Linked DNA regions of Sus scrofa: region 2 is linked to region 1. A link is a contact called in public HiChIP or PLAC-seq data. All regions are on one chromosome and are shown on one strand. The core of a region is the stretch at or near the end of the contact, and the rest is flanking DNA. Distances in the headings are between cores, read along the strand shown.

The links. HiChIP or PLAC-seq counts read pairs in DNA pulled down with a chosen protein or histone mark.
Region 2: an H3K27ac HiChIP or PLAC-seq map of alveolar macrophages shows a contact between it and region 1. The contact joins the promoter of TPM2 here to the promoter of UNC13B in region 1. A contact is called at or near these places in 1 of 47 Hi-C or Micro-C datasets (heart right ventricle) and 1 of 2 datasets of contacts at active chromatin or transcription factors (alveolar macrophages).

Annotation. Positions count from the first base shown.
Region 1 is chr1:235,915,627-235,921,855 of Sscrofa11.1, reverse strand. It overlaps UNC13B (protein unc-13 homolog B), which reads right to left and starts at 3,105. Exons shown (of 39, transcript XM_021065583.1): 1 at 2,739-3,105. The coding sequence starts at 2,760.
Region 2 is chr1:236,406,034-236,412,262 of Sscrofa11.1, reverse strand. TPM2 (tropomyosin 2 (beta)) reads left to right here and starts at 2,647. Exons shown (of 9, transcript NM_001129947.1): 1 at 2,647-2,858; 2 at 3,289-3,414. The coding sequence starts at 2,745.

The DNA.
Region 1 (6,229 bases), core at 1,856-4,355:
TAATTATTCTTCTCTGAAGTATTTCTAGTTTCTGGAGTTCCCATTGTAACTCAGCGGAAATGAATCCAACTAGTAGTATCCATGAAGATTCAGGTTCAATCCTTGCCTCACTCAGTAAGTTAACTATCCAGCATTGCCATGAGCTGTGGTGTAGGTCGCAGATGCAGCTTGGATTCTGCCTTGCCATGGCTGTGGCGTGGGCCGGCAGCTACAGCTTGGATTTGACCCCCCAGCCTGGGAACCTCCATAGGCTGCAGGTGCAGCCCTAAAAAGAAACGAGAAAAAAAGAAATTCCAGTTTCTAAGTGTGCCTCTTAGACTCAACCCTGACTGAACACAAAATTCCAGATCTGATCTGCGTTTTATCTTCTTTGGGTCCCCATGAGCATAACAGTGTAAGACTAGTTGCTGCAGATATACAATTCATTGCCAAATTAGTGGCACTGTTCAGACCAGAAGTAATTTATGTTTTATGGAGTTTAAGAGTTTAAAGAGTGTAAAGGAGAAAGGTCACTGAGGGCTGAGGAAATGAGCAATTTTCCAACAACAAAAGTAGCCTGTAAGCTGAGAAAAGAATACACTTTTGATAAGTGGAAAACATGGAAAGACTATTTCAGAAAGTACAAATGTAAAACACTGATGAGGTGGGAATGAACAAACTTAGTGCTAGAGCAAAGCATCTTTATAAAGACAGGAAAGAACAGAAGCCAAAAAGGAGGGCTGGAGAGCCCTAAACCGGCAGGCAATAACGCACGATTACAGGGTTAGATGAAGAAACTGCCTTCTTTATTGAGATATTTGGGGATGATTAAATCAATTACCAGTTTGCCAATTTCTACATCAAGCTAACACTGTTTGAACTTCAACTACATGGAAGATAAGTTTCTAATTCAATTCTACTCCAAGGTAAACTAAAATTGAGTTGTTATACAATATTATCACACAGGCTTCTTTCAGAATATGAACAACATTCCTAAATGCCAAAATATAATGTAGGGAATATTTTAAAAAGACTTATTTACATTCATTTCTCTAAGTTTCCCCAGGATGAACACCTTGCCATTTAATATGAATACTTCTATACAATGTACCCAGTTGTTTCAGTAATTAATCATCTTCAGGATCTACATTCCAAAACAATGACCTGCTGGTCTCCAATCCTCCAAGCTCAAAAGGAGAAATTTGACTTATTTAACACTAAAACAAAGAGCTTAGCTAAACAGCAAAATTTCTAAGAAATGAAAGTTGTCTGATATTAGAACAAATGAAAACAGCAGCAGCTCCTTCTCTGAAGTTTAAACTCAATTAAATAGGAATTGCTGGTTTAATAGTCCTCCTGCCTTAAGAATCTTTCATGAGGGCTAGCTCTGTAAACAGTGTAGCAGTAGAGATTTAAACTGACCAAGAGACACTGCAAACAAAACCCAACCTCTCCTAAATCCAGCTACTCAACAGAAGAGATCTAAAGGAATAAACAGATTGCCAGCTGCTGAGAAAAAATGTTTTACTAAAAGCAAAGCAAAATTCTCATTAATGAAAAATCAACGATGAAAGAAGAAAAATTCTGTGTCTCTCATAATCCCTGGAAATATCCAAATCCATTTTGGGTTAATGCAGATTTAACAAAACAGTGGAGGAGAACAGAGGAAAGCAGTTGTGTGTTTGCAGAAGCTGTAACAAACACTTAACAGAGAGATCATAAATAACAGTGCTTCTAATTGAAAAGAAGCATGAACTCCATCCAGTAAAAGGTGCCAGGAAAAGGTTCTTGTGGATAAATCCTCACTCACAACCAAGCTACCTTATCCCATCTTGTTCAACACAGATATGATAGGCTTTGAATTCCCCAAGATCAAATGCAATGGGTAAGCCAAACCCTGCTTTTTCTGATCAGATAATCTCTAAAATCACAGTCTCTGCACTCATTCAGAACTAGCATTGAGCTCCTACTATATTAGGTGCCAGAAATACAAAAACCATTAAGAAGCAGTATCTATCCTCATGGAACTTAGTCCATGCACCTTGCCTCACCTTAAACCCCAAAGCTCTTGCCTTAAATTATCTTCTTAGGTGGGTCAAGCGTCCTCAGTGAAAAACCAGTAAAGGCCTTCACCTTAGTTACTCTGATAGAAGTAAATAATTAAATCATACTTCTTATGCTCTGCTCGGAAAGGAGAGAAGCTGACACACCTTTCCAAATCGAATATGAGAATAGTCTTAGCCGAGACTACAGGGAAGGAGCAGGGGACAAAGAGAAGCAATAGAGGGGTGCAAGCCAAGAAACAGACTGGAAGGAGGGATGTGACAGCTGTACCACTGGGCGTTCAAAGCCTAATAAAAAGAACCTGCTACTAAGCCGACTGTGATTTTACGGAGCAGGGGGAAGAAAGAAAGTAAAACACGGTTGCCCGCTAAGAATAGACACCGACTATCCGCGGTCCTTAGCTCGACCACTCTCGCCAAAGGAGAGAACTAAACACCATTTAATAAGATCTGGGCCTGCCAGCCAACAACCCTGTCACCTGGCCACCGGAATGGAGAGGTAACAGTCTCAGCGCGTGAGGAAAACAAGAGAGAGTAGAAAGTATTCTCCAGGTGTTCACAAATGAGTTAACACAATGCTTCCCTGAGGCACCGACGCGAAGTGAAGTTTAGAAAAGGCAGTAACCCGACGCCCACTGGAAGCTCGTGGAGACTCCTCAGCGCCCTCCGCCCCCTCCCCTCAGTCCGCGCACTCACCGCGCACGCAGAGCAGCGACATGGCCGAGGCGCCGGCGAGCCTCCACCGCGCCCCAGCCGCGCCGCCGCACCCGGCCGTTCCCTCTTTCCTCTCAGCAGGTGCCGCAGCTGTTCCCGCTCTTGGCCCCACAGGTCTCGCCGCTCCTCATGGTCCCGTCGCAGGCAGCTTCCCACCACTCCTTTGGACCCGCTCCAATTTTCACCATCGGAGCTGGCTCCTGATAGCAGTGAATACCAACAACCAAGCCGGGTACTGGGCGCGGCAACGCGGCGCCATCGCTAGGAAGCAAGACTGACCCGGACTCCCTCCCCTCACTCCACCCGGCATCCAAGCAAGCGCCTGGACAGAGCCAACCTGTGGCGCCCCGCCTCCCAGCCAATCAACTCACGCCCAGTCCGCCGACCCCGCCCCCCCACACTGGCACGTAGGAGGCGGAGTCCTCTTCCGCTTTCCTTAGTGAAAGAATGAAAACACCTCCTCCCACTAATGAGACTTGAAGACAGAGAGGGGAGGGCTTCCTCCTCACCTGTGTGAGGTGGGAATTGAAGCCTTCTGCTCCTCCCACGTGGGCGGGGCTTCCACCCACCCAAGGACAGATTGATTTCATTGAAGAATTTCTGTCAGACTTCATTAAGGGAGCTGACGGAATTCTTACCGTAATAATTTAACAAGGTAGTGACGCACTTTGCAGTACACCTGACACTAATAGCATTGTAAATCAACTATACATCAATTAAAAAGTGGACTTTAGGAGTTCCCTTACAGCTCAGCAGGTTAAGGATCCAGCGGTGCCACTGCTGTGGCTGGGGTGGCTGCTCTGGCACAAGTTCTATCCCTGGCCCGGGAACTTCCACATGCCACTGGCAGAGCCAAAATAAATAAATTTTAAATAAATAAATTTTTAAAATGGACTTTAACAAGGAAAAAAAACTTTTGTAAATTAGTATGGTGATGGATGTTAACTAGACTTACTGGAGTGATCATTTTGCTGTGTATACAAATATCAAATCACCTGAAACTAATATAATGTTATATGTCAATTATATTTCAATAAAGAATAGGCTATGGGAAGTTTCCTTGTGGTGCAGGGGATCAAGGATCTGGTTGGGCAGCTGTGACGCAGGCTGCAACTGCAGCGTGGATTCAATCCCTGGCCCGGGAACTTCTACATGCCTCAAGTGCGGCCAAAAAAAAAAAGGGCATTAATTAATTTTTTAAATAACAGTAATAAATTTTAAACAAATATCTCATCCTCCTTTAAAAAACAAAACAAAAAAGGCATACCAAAATTTTAATTAGTGACTACAGCATAAAGAAAAAAAAAAAAGAAAGACAGCATAAAGTAAAATAGCTGGAGACCTCGGTTCTTATCTAGGCCTTTTTTCATGCTCTCCACTGTCTATAATAGCGCCTAATACTTAGTAATCAGTCTGTAAATATTTACTGAATGAAGGATGGAAAAAAGGTAATCATTTTAAACTGAACACTTCTGGCAAAATGAGGTACATACAGGCAAGGAAGAGAAAAAGACCAGAGCAGAAAACAGGAATTCACATAGCATGATGTATAGATCCAACACCTCCTCCACCCCAAAATTTGGATTTAATTGGTTTGGGGTAGAGCTCAGGTGTACCTACCTTTTAAAATCTCCCCAGATGATTCTAATGTGATGCCAGGGTTGATCACCATTAGACAGGTGCGTTCTAAGTCCTCATTAGCCCAGCTCAGGTTTCCATGTTTGCGAGCTCTTGGCCTAGTTGGATATTGCCTAGCAGACTCAGGAAGGGTCCATTAATCTGAGTCTTTGCCTTCCAAAAACAAAACATAACTATCATATGTTTGGAATATAGCATTTGGAGAGAGCGACACTTCAAATGCCATAACTGGGAACCTGGAGAAGGAAAGACTTGATCTACCCAATATTTATCCAAATTTGAATAAATATTCAGGAAGAGTTTGAGCAGAGCAACTCAGCCAGTCTAGTCAACAAAAATCTCTGATCCTAAAGGCAGTGGGCATTCTCTGGGCTGCCGGAGGTTGACATATCTAGCTATTTAGCCCAGCTGCCTTAACCACAACAGCAAGGGACTAAAAAGGTGTGGAACTTCTAGATTCTGGAACTGATTGAGATTAGAGACAACAAAAAACAAACCTCTCATCAAACCAGGGATTCTCCCAGAGGATGCAGGGGCCATCCAAAAAAGGGTGGAAAATCACTGTACACTTGAAAACAGGATAGAGTAGTGGGAAACAGCCTAATATTGTGAAGAGTATGACCTTTGGAGCTGGATTCATTTGGTATATTACCATTGTCATGTAACAACCCCACAATTTAGTGGCTTAAAACAGCATTTATTATCTCAAAGTATCTGTGGGTCAGGAATCTATGTATGGCTTAATCAGATCCTCTGGTTCAAGACTTCAGGAAAGTGCCAACTTGACTGCAGAAGGATCCACTACCAAGTTCTTTCATATGATCGTCAGCAGGACTCAATTTCTCCTGGGCTCTTGAATTGAGAGCCTCGATTCCTTATTGGTTATTGACAGGACTCAGTTCCTTGTCATGTGAACCTTTCCAATACGCTTGTTTCCTCAAAGCATGTAAGCTGAGAAGGCAACAGAGTCTATTAGCAAGATGGAAGTCACAATCTTTTGTAACCTAATAACAGAAGTGACATCTCCTCATTTATCTTGTATTACATTCATCAGAAGCAAGTCACACTTGGAGTTCCCACAGTGGCACAACAGGAATAGTTGTGTCTCTGGAGCGCTGGGACACAAGTTTTATTCCCAGCCTGGCACACAGAGTTAGGATCCAGCATTGCCACAGCTGTGGTGTAGATCGCAACTGTGGCCTGGTTCTGATCCCTGGTCTGGGAACTCCATATGCTACTCCAAAAAAAAAAAAAAGAAAGAAAGAAGAAGAAGCAATTCACACTCAGGAAAGGGGGATTACACAAGGACATGAATACCTCAGGAAGCAGGATCATTGGAGGGGCCATCTTAGAAATTTGCCTGCCTGGAGTTCCCGTCGTGGCACAGTGGTTAAGGAATCCGACTAGGAACCATGAGGTTGCGGGTTCGGTCCCTGCCCTTGCTCAGTGGGTTAACGATCCAGCGTTGCCGTGACCTGTGGTGTAGGTCGCAGAGCTGTGGTGTAGGTTACAGACGCAGCTCGGATCCTGTGTTGCTGTGGCTCTGGCGTAGGCCGGTGGCTGCAGCTCCAATTGGACCCTTAGCCTGGGAACCTCCATATGCCTCGGAAGCGGCTCAAGGAAAAAAAAAGGCAAAAAGACAAAAAAAAAAAAAAAAAAAAAAAGAAATTTGCCTACCATACCTGGATTTGAGTCCCAGCTCTGGTTCTTGTGACCTTAGGAAAACCATGTGACTTCATTTTCCCAGGAAATAATAATAGTATCTACTTCATAAGAGGGTTTGGAGGTTTAAATGAAGATATGCATTTAAATTACCTGGCACATACTAAATACCC
Region 2 (6,229 bases), core at 1,398-3,897, 490 kb before region 1:
CTTGAGGCTATGCCAGGCACTGGGGATTTAGAATTGAAAAAGATAGCCACTCCCCTTGGCTGATAATAACTGTATCCCACGGATCCTGGGGGCAGAGCTTCAGTGCCTGCCCGCTTGCATCTTTCGCAAGCGTCCTATCCTAATAAATCTATTTCTTGCCTAAAAAAAAAAAGAAAAAAAGAAAAAGATAGGCCCTGGCATTCTGGAGAACTCACAGACCACTAGGCAAACAGGTATAACAACAGTCATAACAGGGACTATGCCGAGACAGACTGTTAGGAGCTTGCCCCAAGAATAAGCATTTATTACATGCAGAGGGTGGGAAGGGAAGAGGCTAGGGAAGCCTCCTCAGAAAAGTTGACACGGTCTGAGTCTTTACAGCCACCAGGAATCAGCCAAGGGAAGGGCATTTTAGGGATATATAACAGAATGTATAAAGCGGTAGCTTTGGTGTTCCCATGGTGGCACAACCAGATCAGCCGTGTCTCTGCAGCACCAGGACTCATGTTCAGCCCTAGCCCAGCACAGTGGGTTAAAGGATCCAGTGTTGGTGACCAAAAATGAATTAAAAAAAAAAAAATGGTGGTAACTTTTAAGAAAAGCTTGGTGATTTCTAGCTCCTGCACTTAGCTCAGTATGAATGCTACATGAAGTACAAATCTGTGTGCTGAGAGTGAGGTTGGAACTGAAAGGAGGTAGGGCTAGAGAGGTAGGCAGGTGCCAAAACAAAGGGCCTGATACACCATATTAAGAAATGTGACTTTTACTGGCAAAAGAGGGAGGGCGAAGGGAGGGGCTTTTGGAGCATCTTAGGGTCCTACTTGTACCAACTTTTTCAAAGATCTTTGTGTAACAAGGTCGAGGAGAGTTGGGGGAGTCAGGAGTTCACAACAGACCCAGGCAGGAGGTAATATAAGGAGCTGCCTGAGGAGGAGACTTCAGTGGAAGAAGCTCATTTGTAGGAGCAGAACCTACAGGATCAAGGGACTGTGGGAAGTGAGAGGTCTGGCACTGGCTACAGGGTGGATGGAAGACTCTTCCAAGAGTTTGGGGAGAACAGGGAGATGGAGTGAACACCAGCGGGCGGTGGGGCCGGTGGACCGGGAGGTGGGTGAGGAGGGGACAGAGGTCAAGTTTGTTCCATGTGTAGCATCGGTCCACTAAGCAGATCTAAATACATTTCCGCCCCCACCTCCCCTGGCCGTGGACCTATGGTTCCCACGGTTCCCACCCAGCCAGCAAAAGCCAGGCCTCCCGCCCCCCTGCCCCTGGGGAGCGAGGCTTCCTCTGCCTACCCTGGTCTCCCCTCCCCCCACCCCAAGGCGGCTCTCCACTTCCTCTCCCCTCACCCCACCCCAAGGAAAAAGCGAAAACAAACAGCCTCGCACGGGTGCCTCCGATTTCCCGACCCTAGGCCACGGCTCCCGGCTCCGGGAGCTGTTTCTGGCGGCCTCGGTCAGAGGGAACATCTCACCCCCAGCTCCAGACGCCCAGCAGCTCCGTAACTCTTGCCCTCGCCCCTGCCTTCCTTGCCCCATTCCGGCCCCGCCTCCCCACGGGAAACATCCCAAAAAAGGGCAGAAAAGAAATTTCAGCGTAAAGTTGGCCCACAGGGGAAGGGAGGAGAGTCCGCAGGGAGAAGGGGAGGAGAATGGAAGGAGAAGGGAGGGCGCACAGGGAAGCTAGGGGAAATCGGGATGGGTGGGGGTGAGTGGGGGGCGGGCGGTGGGGCCGGTGGACCGCGAGGCGGGGTGAGGAGGGGGACGGAGAGCGACTCGTCCCGGGTGGGGGTGGGGATGGGGGCGGGGAGCGCGGGTCCGGCGGGGCAGAAGTGGCCGCGGAAAATATGCGGGGCACGTGGGGGGCGGGGCGGGCTGGGCGCGGATCCGGGTTCTGCGTGCTCGGCGATGGTAGAGGAGGGGCCCTGGCTCCAGGGGCAGGGGCTGGAAGGGGAAGCGAGGGGAAGAGAGGTCAGGCCCGCCCTCGGGGGCAACAAGCCGGTCCTCGCTCCGAAGGGCTGCCGGGGCTCTGGGCTCGCCTCCTACCTCAGTTTCCCCAAGTCTCTGGTAAGACTCTCCACTATCACCACCATGTCCGTAGCAAAAACCCAGCATCTGGGACTGGGGTAAACTGAGGCACTCAAACTGCGGAGGAGCCCCGCCTCCCAAGAGACATTTAATCCGAGGGGATTTACAGGAAACTTCTAAATTAAGGGCAGCGGCTGCTGCAGTTGAGGGGGGGCCTTTTGGTCCCTGCGCTTGGGGCAGCTGCCGTGAGCTCAAGCCCTGAAATAGCCTCAGGGGCCCCAGCCGCAGCTGCCACCGGGCCAGGCTGTCACTCAGAAGAAGCACGGAGCCCCCTGCCCCAAGGTCCCCTCCCTTCCACAGCGCTAGTGTCTTTCTCAGCAGACCGTCCAGCTACTTTCCCTTCCGACGGCTGGGGGGGATGGGGTGAGGGAGAGGCGGAGCCCTAGGGGGCGGTTCCGAAGGGGTGGGCGTAGGGGGTGGCCGCGCCCCCCCCAACCCTGCTGTGCTTCTGCCCCTACAAGGTTTGGGCTGCAATGGGGGAGGGTCCTGGCCCCCGGCTCCGCCCGGTCCCTCCCAGCCTTTTAGGCGCCCGCGCGGCTGGGACGTCCCAGCCCCGCTAGGTCCTCCTCGTCCGCCACCCGTGCGCCCAGTCAGCACAGCCAGTCCCGTTCGCCCGGTCCACACTGCCCGCCGGCCGGCCGGTCCCCAACAGCAACCATGGATGCCATCAAGAAGAAGATGCAGATGCTAAAGCTGGACAAGGAGAATGCCATCGACCGTGCTGAGCAGGCGGAGGCTGACAAGAAGCAGGCTGAAGACCGCTGCAAGCAGGTGGGGGTCCCAGGCTCTGTGTAACCTCTGTCCCCAATCCGCAACAAGGGCAGCCTGTGCCACTCTGTGCTCCCCAGCCTCTGGCCTGCCGTCCAAGCCTCGCTACCATCCAGTGTGGGGGCTGGGCCTTCACAGTACCCCCAGGGCCCTAGCCAGAGCTACACTTCATCTCACCCACCCTCGTCCGAGGAGCCCCAGTCCCCTAATTTCCACTCCTCCCTTTACAGAGCCATGATGGGCCTTGCTCCTTGGGGCTGGAAGCTTTCTCTCTACTCCCACCAGTTCCCTCCCACACCCCTAGCTGCCCTGACCCTCCTCTGCTATCCCTCTTCCTCTCTGTCAGCCTCTATATATCTCTTAGTACCCCTCACACACACCCCTGCCTCCTGCCTGGGCCTGGGCCTGGCTGACTGAGGCATCTCTCTCCCAGCTGGAGGAGGAGCAGCAGGCCCTCCAGAAGAAGCTGAAAGGGACGGAGGATGAGGTGGAAAAGTATTCCGAATCAGTGAAGGATGCCCAGGAGAAACTGGAGCAGGCTGAAAAGAAGGCCACCGACGTGAGTGTGAACCTGGGGGGACAGTAGGAGACTCAGTGCTTTGGGAGGGGTTCCAGACATGGGGATGAGAGGGACTTTCACCATCAGGACAGAGACGGTTTCCTCTCAGGAACGCAGGCCAGGGCAAGCTTGCACAATTAATCCAAGACAGTGGGTAAATCAAAACCACTTACCACTTCCCCCTGAGAACACAACATTTTAATTCCATTTGGTTCCAGCTCTTAGAAGGCACAGTGATCAAGCAGTGAGTCATCGCGGGGGCGGGTGGCACAAGAATTTACCATCCACCTCAACTAATCTTCCAGCTGAAGATGGAGAGGAGACTGAAGCTACATTTGTGGGGTATGGGGTGTGGGTGGAGGTGCTGTTAGGCAGGAGGAGGGGAGAGGAATCCACAGATGGGCCTTGACTTGAGTTACACTGCTGGGGGGCCATTAGAAATTCCCTGGCCTTGACCTCTGGCTCCAGTGGCCCTGCTGTGTACTGGCGCCCCAGCTCAGGTTCTAACGGTCCCTCATTTACCCTCATTAAGCTGTCAGTCTTGAGACCATGCCAGGCCACAGGGCAGAGGGACAGGGCCACTAATGCCAAGGCAACCACCTTGGCAGCTCCTGTTCACTCTGAGATTTCTCTGCCCACCTCACACCCCCTAACCAGACTTCTCTACCTCCTGTTCTTCCCAGCCCCCACCTTAAGGTAGGAGAACAGCCATAAGACTTTGGCAATGGTACTTTCTCTGCCTCAGGTTCCCCATTTGCCTTCCACCCAGGATTGTTTAAGATGAGCCTGTGGTTGGGTGGATGCAGGGATTAGCACGAGCATGGTCTGAACGGCCGAGATGAAAGAAGACACTACGGTTTGTGTTGACCATTAGCCGTGCTCCCCATCCCCCCAAGCCCCCCAAGATTGGTTTCTCTGACCTCCAGCCTTTGGTTTTTGTTCTTCACCAGTCCTGGCACTTGGGAGGGAGCTGCCCTGCAGCTGCTAGTGAAGATGGCCCCGGGCATCTGACAGTCTATAAATAACCAAGGCCCAGTGCAGCTGGAGGCAGGACTGGAAATCCAAGGAGCTGAGTGGGGGCTGGAGGGGAGCTGGGGAGGCCAGGGACAGAGCTAGGGAAGCAGAGAGGCAGTGTGAGGAGTAGATAAGAAACTGCCCAAATTTATTGTGTGACCTTGAGCACAGCACTTAACTTACACAGTGCCTCAGTTTCCCTTTACTCTCTTGCTTCCCACTAGTCCAGTGGGGACAGCAGTGCCTGTCCTGTGGTTAGAGAGTAGCATCCAGAACTGGGAAGAGCTTAAGAAGCAGAAAATGGCAAAAGTCAATCCTGTGATGCAGGCCCTAGGATCTCCCAGATTCTCCAGTCATTTGTCACCCCACTACTATGAAGCGAGTCTTTTACAGACCTTCATCTCTCTCTCTAGAATAGACCTCCTGTGTCCCCCAGAGTCATTCTTCCCAACCCCCAGTGCTGTCCCCAGAATCCTTCCACACTGAGTCATCCGGCCCTGTGCCCAGGATGGGCTCTTGTCACTCTAGGTGGCTTTCAGCACCTGAAGGATAAGCTGCAACTACTTTCTATATATGGTGCTGTTTCCTCTGCCCTCTGGTATCACTCAGGACCTGCTTTCTACCCCCTCTGCCCCCAGAGCTGCCACCCATCTCTTCCCTTTCACTCTCTCCTTCCTGTACACTGGTCTGTTCTCCTTTCCAATCTCAAATTTCAAGGTCCCTATGTTTTTGTCTTTGAGGGAGAGACAAGGGATAACCTAATATTTATGAGGTGTGGATTCTGTGCAGGCAATGTGCATAAGTGCTTTCTGCATATTATTTTATTATTTCCCAAGGTTGACTTATCATCAGAATCACCTGGAAGATTAAAAAAAAAAAAAAAAATGGACGATTTCTAAGACTCTGCTCTGGAGATCTCAGTTCAGTGGCTCCAGCATGGAGATAGAGCACCTGTTTGTAACAGCCACCTCCCATATGGTCCTCTTAACCCACTATTAAAAGCACTGCATTATCTGAGAATAGCCTACAAAGGAGGAACTGCTATTGTTAACTCTGGTTTAGAAGGAAGAAATTGAGGGTTAGTGAGGCCAAATCTGTTGCCCAAGGTCACACAAGCGTTGAGTGGCTGAGCCCTGGCTCAAAGACAACAGTCTGACTCAGAGCTGATGTTCTTAAGACCAAACTGCAGCGCTTCTCTCATTTTCCTTCCTTGGGGCCCTTCTTGCTCTGTCCTTTTTCTCAAGGCATCATCAATTTCTGTGGACCTTCTCCAAAACTTCCACGGTTTTGCCTCTATACCGCAGGATCAGGGGCTGAGTATCTGCCACTCGCACTGCCCTTGCACTGCCCCCAGTTGCCTCTGGCCTTGGCAGGGAGCCCCTTGCTACAGCCATGGATGTCCTATATAGGCCTGGCTTGCCTCCTGAGCCTCTCGCTGGGCGTCTGCCTGGCAGCCAGTGACGTCAGGGAGCTTGATTCTGGGATTGGCTATTTTTAGCAGCACTGCGGTCTGGTTGGCCTGATTCTTCTCCACCCCTTACCTGGGCCAGGCTCTGTGTGGAGTCAGGGCTGCCTCAGACCTGGTCCCAGCACTTGGAGTGCTCTCAGGAAGGACAGAAGGACCAGTTGCAGATAACCATTGGGAGACTATGCACAGTGCCAGAGGAGGCCCTGGAGCAGGGAGTGAAGCTTGTTCAGAAGTGTATAACGGGCTGGAGCACAGAGTCTGTGCAAAGATGATTGGTTAGGGGAAAAATAGGTTGAAAGTCTGGAGGCCAGGAAGCCCAGGCTCATTCTAACA